Linked DNA regions of Hordeum vulgare: region 2 is linked to region 1. A link is a contact called in public Hi-C data. All regions are on one chromosome and are shown on one strand. The core of a region is the stretch at or near the end of the contact, and the rest is flanking DNA. Distances in the headings are between cores, read along the strand shown.

Region 1 (3,113 bases), core at 120-2,619:
GATGTGACACAGGTGGCGCGGCCCGACACACCCTCACACCTGTTATATTACCCGCCTGCTCCTCATGCGATAACAGAGCTGACAGACCCTCGACGCATAACAGGAATAGATAGGGGGACAAGGGATCTCCTTGCCGAAGACCCCTCGTTGGAACAAAGACGTCTGATAATTCATTATTGATACGCACCTGGTATTGCACCGAGGAAACACATTCCACGATGAGATCCACCCAATCCTGAGAGAAACCCAGCCTGATCATCATTCGTGCTAAAAACTGCCACACCACCCGATCATAAGCTTTGTGCATGTCTAGCTTGACTGCACAATTACCATACCCAGACAACTTCTTTTTAATAGCATGATAGGATTCGAAAGCCACCAAGAAGTTATCGGTGATCAGCCTGCCCGGGACAAATGCACTTTGGTTTGGGGATATGATCTCAGGCAGCAAGCTCTTCAGCCGAGCCGCCAGAACCTTCGAGATGATTTTGTAGAGGACGTTGCACAAGCTGACAGGTCTAAATTGGGATATGCTCTCCGGGTTCTCAACCTTGGGGGATCAGAACAATGCATGCTAAGGCCCTGCTTGGAATGCCGTTTTATTTTTACAAGTGTAATATTTTACAGATGTATTATATCGGTCATAGTATAAAATCAGCTGAAAACTAAACCAATCAATAGAAGTGTGTATTATTTTTACAAGTGTATTTGGCAAAAAAAAAGACATCCGAAGCAGGGCCTAAACCCGCCCAACTCGCATCACGCGGGTTCTCACAAAACTTTGCTACCACACGCAGCCTAAACGTAAGCACTAACAACTGACCTGGCGTAAGCGTAACCACTAACTAATCACCATGCATGCTAAACCCGCCCAACTCGCATCACGCGGCGAAACCATCAGCCATGGCAGCCCCCCGCGTCGCTCGTCCGTACCGTACGCCCCGCCTGCCTGACGGGTCAACGGGGGGAGGAAAGGCGCGCGCGCCGGCGAAGCAACCCAACCGCTGCACCGATCGGGCAAACGGCCCACGTTCCCCTCTCCCGCCCGAACCCCGGCGCGCCCTCGTGGCCCCGCCCGACGACGTCCACGCGCCCCGGATGTTTCACGAGCCGTCGCTGCAGCGCCGCACGCTACGCGGGGGGCGTTCACGTGCGAGCCGTTGCCGGAAAGCCGGCGGGCGGCTTACCCGGACCGGAAGGATGGACGATCGGTCTCGATCCCGGTCCCGAGGAGCGGCAATGGCCATGTGTCCCGAAGGGGCCGGCCATGTGGGCGGGCCGCCGCGGGCATATATAGGGCGGCCACAGGATCTCCTTCTCATCATCTTCCTCGGGCTGCCGCGTGTTCCATCGCTAGCTGCCTGCCAGTGCCAGTGCCCCTTCGCTGTCCCTGAGCGGCACCGGTCGCCATCTTCCTCCTCATCACAATCCCACCACCACCACTCCCCCAAGTCCAAGCCCCAGTGGAGCTACGTACGTACGTACGTTCCTTCCCCCGGAATAAAAAAGCCTTCCTGCTCGGTCGCTCTCCGCCTTTGCCTCTGCCTTCGTATCCCTCATCCCCTCCCTCCCCCGCCGCTCCCGGACGTGCTCTGCTTCTCCAGATCCGCCGCCGACGACGCCGCCGCTGCTGCGTCCCGAGGTGAGCGATCCATCCCGCCCGCGCACGGGGCGGATGAGCTTCTCTCCTCCCTCATTTTCTTTTCTTTTCCTTTTCCTCCTGCGGCCTTCGTGAGGCGTAGCGGCGGCGAATTGGGCCGCCTCCGGTTCCGGTCGCCGCGGGCGGGAGGAGCTGCGTTGAAATGCGGCCAATTCGGCGCCGGATTGCAGCGCCCAGCTACGGTTTGTGCTGCGCTGGCCGCTGGGCTTGGGGACGGAGGGTGTCTCTGATTCAGTTTCAGAAGACACCACTGGGGACTTGGTCAGTCAGACAAACAGTGTTACACTGGCACTGGTGGTAGGTTGAGGATAAAATCGTGGGGGTGGAAACTCAGGCTGCTAGTAGTAGTGCCATGGAAAAGGTCAAGCTCATAAGACATGGCAAAGTTTGAAATGGATGAAGGCTTAAGAGCATTGCTCGCGCCGTGTTAGACGCTTGTGTTATGGGGGGATGATGAATTGTGTGTGGGATGGAAACATATACTGTTATTACCATGGGGGAAAAAAAAGTCAAGCTCACCAAAATTAAATTGGCACCCTAACCTAGTAAACTTTTCCATTGCCATGCTTCCATTATTCTCAATTATAAGTACAACTTAATCTGTGTTTCCTTCTTCTCCCTAGAAAATGGCGATGATGGTGGATCCTCCGAACGGCATCGGAAACCATGGCAAGCACTACTACACCATGTGGCAGACCATGTTCGAGATCGACACCAAGTACGTGCCCATCAAGCCCATCGGGAGGGGAGCCTACGGGATAGTTTGCTCCTCCATCAACCAGGAGACCAATGAGAAGGTCGCCATCAAAAAGATAAACAACGTCTTTGACAACCGTGTGGATGCGTTAAGGACGCTGCGCGAGCTGAAGCTCCTCCGGCACCTGCGCCACGAGAATGTCATTGCTTTGAAGGATATAATGATGCCGATACATAGGAGGAGCTTCAAGGATGTCTACTTGGTCTCCGAGCTCATGGACACGGATCTGCATCAGATTGTCAAGTCGTCTCAGCCGCTGTCCAATGACCACTGCCAGTATTTCCTTTTTCAGGTATGTGTCGGCTCTGTTTTTCATTCTTACCTTTGAATTCCATCTAGTCCTTCATCTGTTCACCATTCTGCCATAATAAGTTAATCTGTTCACACCTCAGGTGTATGCCAAGATAATGTTATTTTTATTGTTCTTACTAATTTGCATTAAGTGCATGATCTATCTAAAGTTGTTGAGTTTCAACTAGTTGAGTTGCCAAAGAATGGTCTGCTAATTTATGGAAGAAGCACATGTCAGTTTGAATATGTCTGCTAGTAGCTTCTATAGCTGCTCCTCATTCCTCAATGGTGCTTGTGCCCTGGAAGTGTATTTCTTAAAAGCAACCTAATACAAAGCAGATATGCACATGGTATTTGCATGAACCTATAACTTGAACCTCTGTAAATTATTTGAGCAAGGCTATG
Region 2 (3,017 bases), core at 414-2,913, 190 kb before region 1:
CATATTTCAATGCATGTTGTCAAATTTGGTGACTCCCAACACGACAAACTTAAAGTATTTCAGACATTTTTCCCAGACAACATTTGAGACATAGTTATTGGAATTCCCAGTCAACAACCATACCAACCTTAGTCCAAGTTTCTTCCAAACAGTAGTAAAACAGATCTTCTTAACAAAGTTCTGCTCTTTCAGCTTCTCCCTAAATCTCATCAACTGTGCCACCAGTGTGGGAAATTCAACCTCTGAAGCAGGGTAAATTCGACCTCTGCCGGATGTGAATCAGCCAGCACATAATCTTACCAAGCACGGTTTATAGACTGTAAATATAGTCTGTATGGAATTGATGGTGATGCTCCGCCACCAATGCCTGGGTTGAGCTCGTTTCCCCCGAGCAGCGAAAGTACAGCTTGCACCTGCAACAGCGATCAAAGACACTACCACCTTGCAATATCATTCAAGGCTATTGAATCACGTACAAAAGGCAGAGAAGACAAAATTATACTAATTGCAAACGGCAAGAGATGGACCTTATCAAGGGATACAGGGTCCAACACGTAGATCCAGCACATCAAGGGTTCAGTGAGCTGGTTGTGCAAGGCCCATGGCACAGCCGTAGAGACCGTCAACTTCATTCCCTCCAGCATCGAAAGTACAGCTTGCAACTGCGAGGGCAACCAAAGAAACTACTACCTTGCAATATCATTCGAGGCTACTGCTGAATCATGTGCAAAACAGGCAGAGATGACAATTTGCTAACGTCGAGGGATGGACCTTATCAGGGGATACAGAGTCGAAGTCGTGGCTCCCACCCGGGAAGTGCATTTTTAGCTCAATGCTAGGGACCATCAGCTCCATTCCCGCGAGCGACAGAAGTACATCTTGCACCTGCGACAGCGATCGAACACGCTAGCGCCGTTCAACATCACCCGAGGCTACTGAATCACGTACGGCGACAACAACAACAACAAAAAAAGGGCAGAGAAAGACAGTTGGCAGAGGACAAGGGGTGGACCTCATCAGGGGTTACGGAGTCGAACTTGCACTCCTGGCCCCGGAAGGTCATGGTGAGCGTGTTGCGCGAGGCGGGCGGTGCAGCCGTGGAGTCCGCCGGATCCAATCTCCCCTGCAGCGAGAGCGCAGCTTCCACCTGCGACACCTTGTCAGGGGAGACGGACATGAAAATGTGCACCGCGCCCGGGAAGCACAGGGTGAGCAGGTTGCAGCCGCAGAAATCCTGGCCGCAGCCGCCGCCGCAGTAGGCGCGCTGCTCCGCCGAGTCCTCGGTGTCCATCGGGACGGCCTCCCAGTCGCCGCCGTGCTCATGCTGCTCGTCCCCCTCCTCCTCCTCCTCCTCCTCCTCCTCCTCCATCTCGTCCTCGTACGCGTCCTCCGCCTCCTCCTCCTCCATCTCGCCCTCGTACGCGTCCTCCGCCTCCTCCTCCTCCTCCGCCTCGGCCTCCACGGGCGCGAGGTCGTCGAACACCCCGGCCGGCTGCGGGGGGAAGTCGGGGCCCCAGAACGACGGTGCCATGGCGATGGATCGGATCGGATGGGATCGGGTTGGATTTTGGGCGACGGGGATGGAGCTGGGGATTTGGATCTGTTTTCGGTGTGGACTGTGGGTGTGGAGTGGCGGAAATGGAAACGTCAAAGGGGCGACTGGTCGTGGGCCCCACCCCCACCGTCCCCCGATGTGCCAAAATGCGGTTGCACTTTTTGGAAGGATGGAGCGCGCATGTCTCACGTGCTGCATAGCATTAATTGTACAAATAATTAATAAAGGACCCGTCAGCTGGCGAATGTCAGCCAGGAGGGGTGGCATTTGTGAACGATTTCGGGGCTGTTTGGTTTCTAGACACACCTTGCCATATTTTATCATAACTTATCTTAGTCAAGTTTAATTAAGTTAGGTGGGTGTTTGGTTCTAGCCACACCTAAAGCAAGTATTTTTTAATCTATATATATATATATATATATATATATATATTATTACTAGCAAAAGGCCCGTGCGTTGCAACGGAAGAAAAAATATCACACGCTTTTAATTTTTATAATCATTTTGGTTTATTAAAATAATAAGCTAACTAACTAATGTAGTAAGTCCTGTCCTATTTTGTTGGAAAATCAACCCGTCCATTGTTAATTCCATCATGATGAGAAATTGAGGATGATGCGTCTGCTCGATGCAGAACGGCGGCGGCGCGGCGAAGCTAAGTACTTGCAGGTGGAGGCGGGCCTCCATGGCTCACACGGGGAACTCCGAGGTTATGGCGCGGCAACGGCGACTCCTTATGGCCAGATAGAGGCGCCTAACCCTTGCTCCCCTCATCGTATCCCTTCCTCCGGCAGGAACTCATCATCTCGTGAGATCCCCTCCCCATGCCTCCAACCGTGTGCCAAGCACCGGTAAGAAATTTTGTTTTGTGGGGATTTGTTTGCTGATGAATGAATGTATAATGTAAGATTGTATTGTTGTATTGTTGTAGAGACAAAGAATGGAACACCACCTTCAGTTTGTCATCTGATCCCACATTCTCTACCCCATGAGTGAAATAAGATAACAGTCCATTGATCAATTCACGTAGCCTCTTTGTTTTGCTTTGTTTGTCCCGCTCAATTTCTCATCATGGTGGAATTAACAATGGACGGGTTGATTTATCAACAAAATAGAATAGGACTGACTACATTAGTTAGTTAGTTTATTATTTTAATAAATCAAAATGATTATAAAAAAATTTAAAACGTGTGGTATTTTCTTCTCCCGTTGCAACGCACGGGCCCTATTGCTAGTTAGTACTAAACCCCACATGTCATAGACACAAAAAGTGTGGCAAGATTTCCTTAGGCAAGCCAATGTGTGGCTAACAATTTGAGCAGCTCAAGTAAGACAAGTGTGGCAAGTGTAGCAAAAATAATGTGGTAAGATATGGCAAAGATAGTCACAATCCAAACAGCCCCTTCGTTGACAACTTTTAGTTATGGGGTGTTGTAATGTCTTCACATCGATATTGCCATTT

Evidence for each region. A called contact is a pair of places that touch in the nucleus more often than the background predicts.
Region 2: a contact with region 1 is called in a Hi-C map of seedling, with 2.1 times the contacts expected there. The contact joins the promoter of LOC123410135 here to the promoter of LOC123408056 in region 1. A contact is called at or near these places in 2 of 6 Hi-C or Micro-C datasets (leaf and seedling).

What each region holds. Positions count from the first base shown.
Region 1 is chr7H:568,935,650-568,938,762 of MorexV3_pseudomolecules_assembly, reverse strand. LOC123408056 (mitogen-activated protein kinase 4) reads left to right here and starts at 1,369. Exons shown (of 3, transcript XM_045101265.1): 1 at 1,369-1,642; 2 at 2,284-2,709. The coding sequence starts at 2,287.
Region 2 is chr7H:569,128,867-569,131,883 of MorexV3_pseudomolecules_assembly, reverse strand. It overlaps LOC123410135 (GATA transcription factor 20-like), which reads right to left and starts at 1,663. Exons shown (of 7, transcript XR_006612976.1): 1 at 1,013-1,663; 2 at 772-885; 3 at 528-662; 4 at 301-413; 5 at 128-213.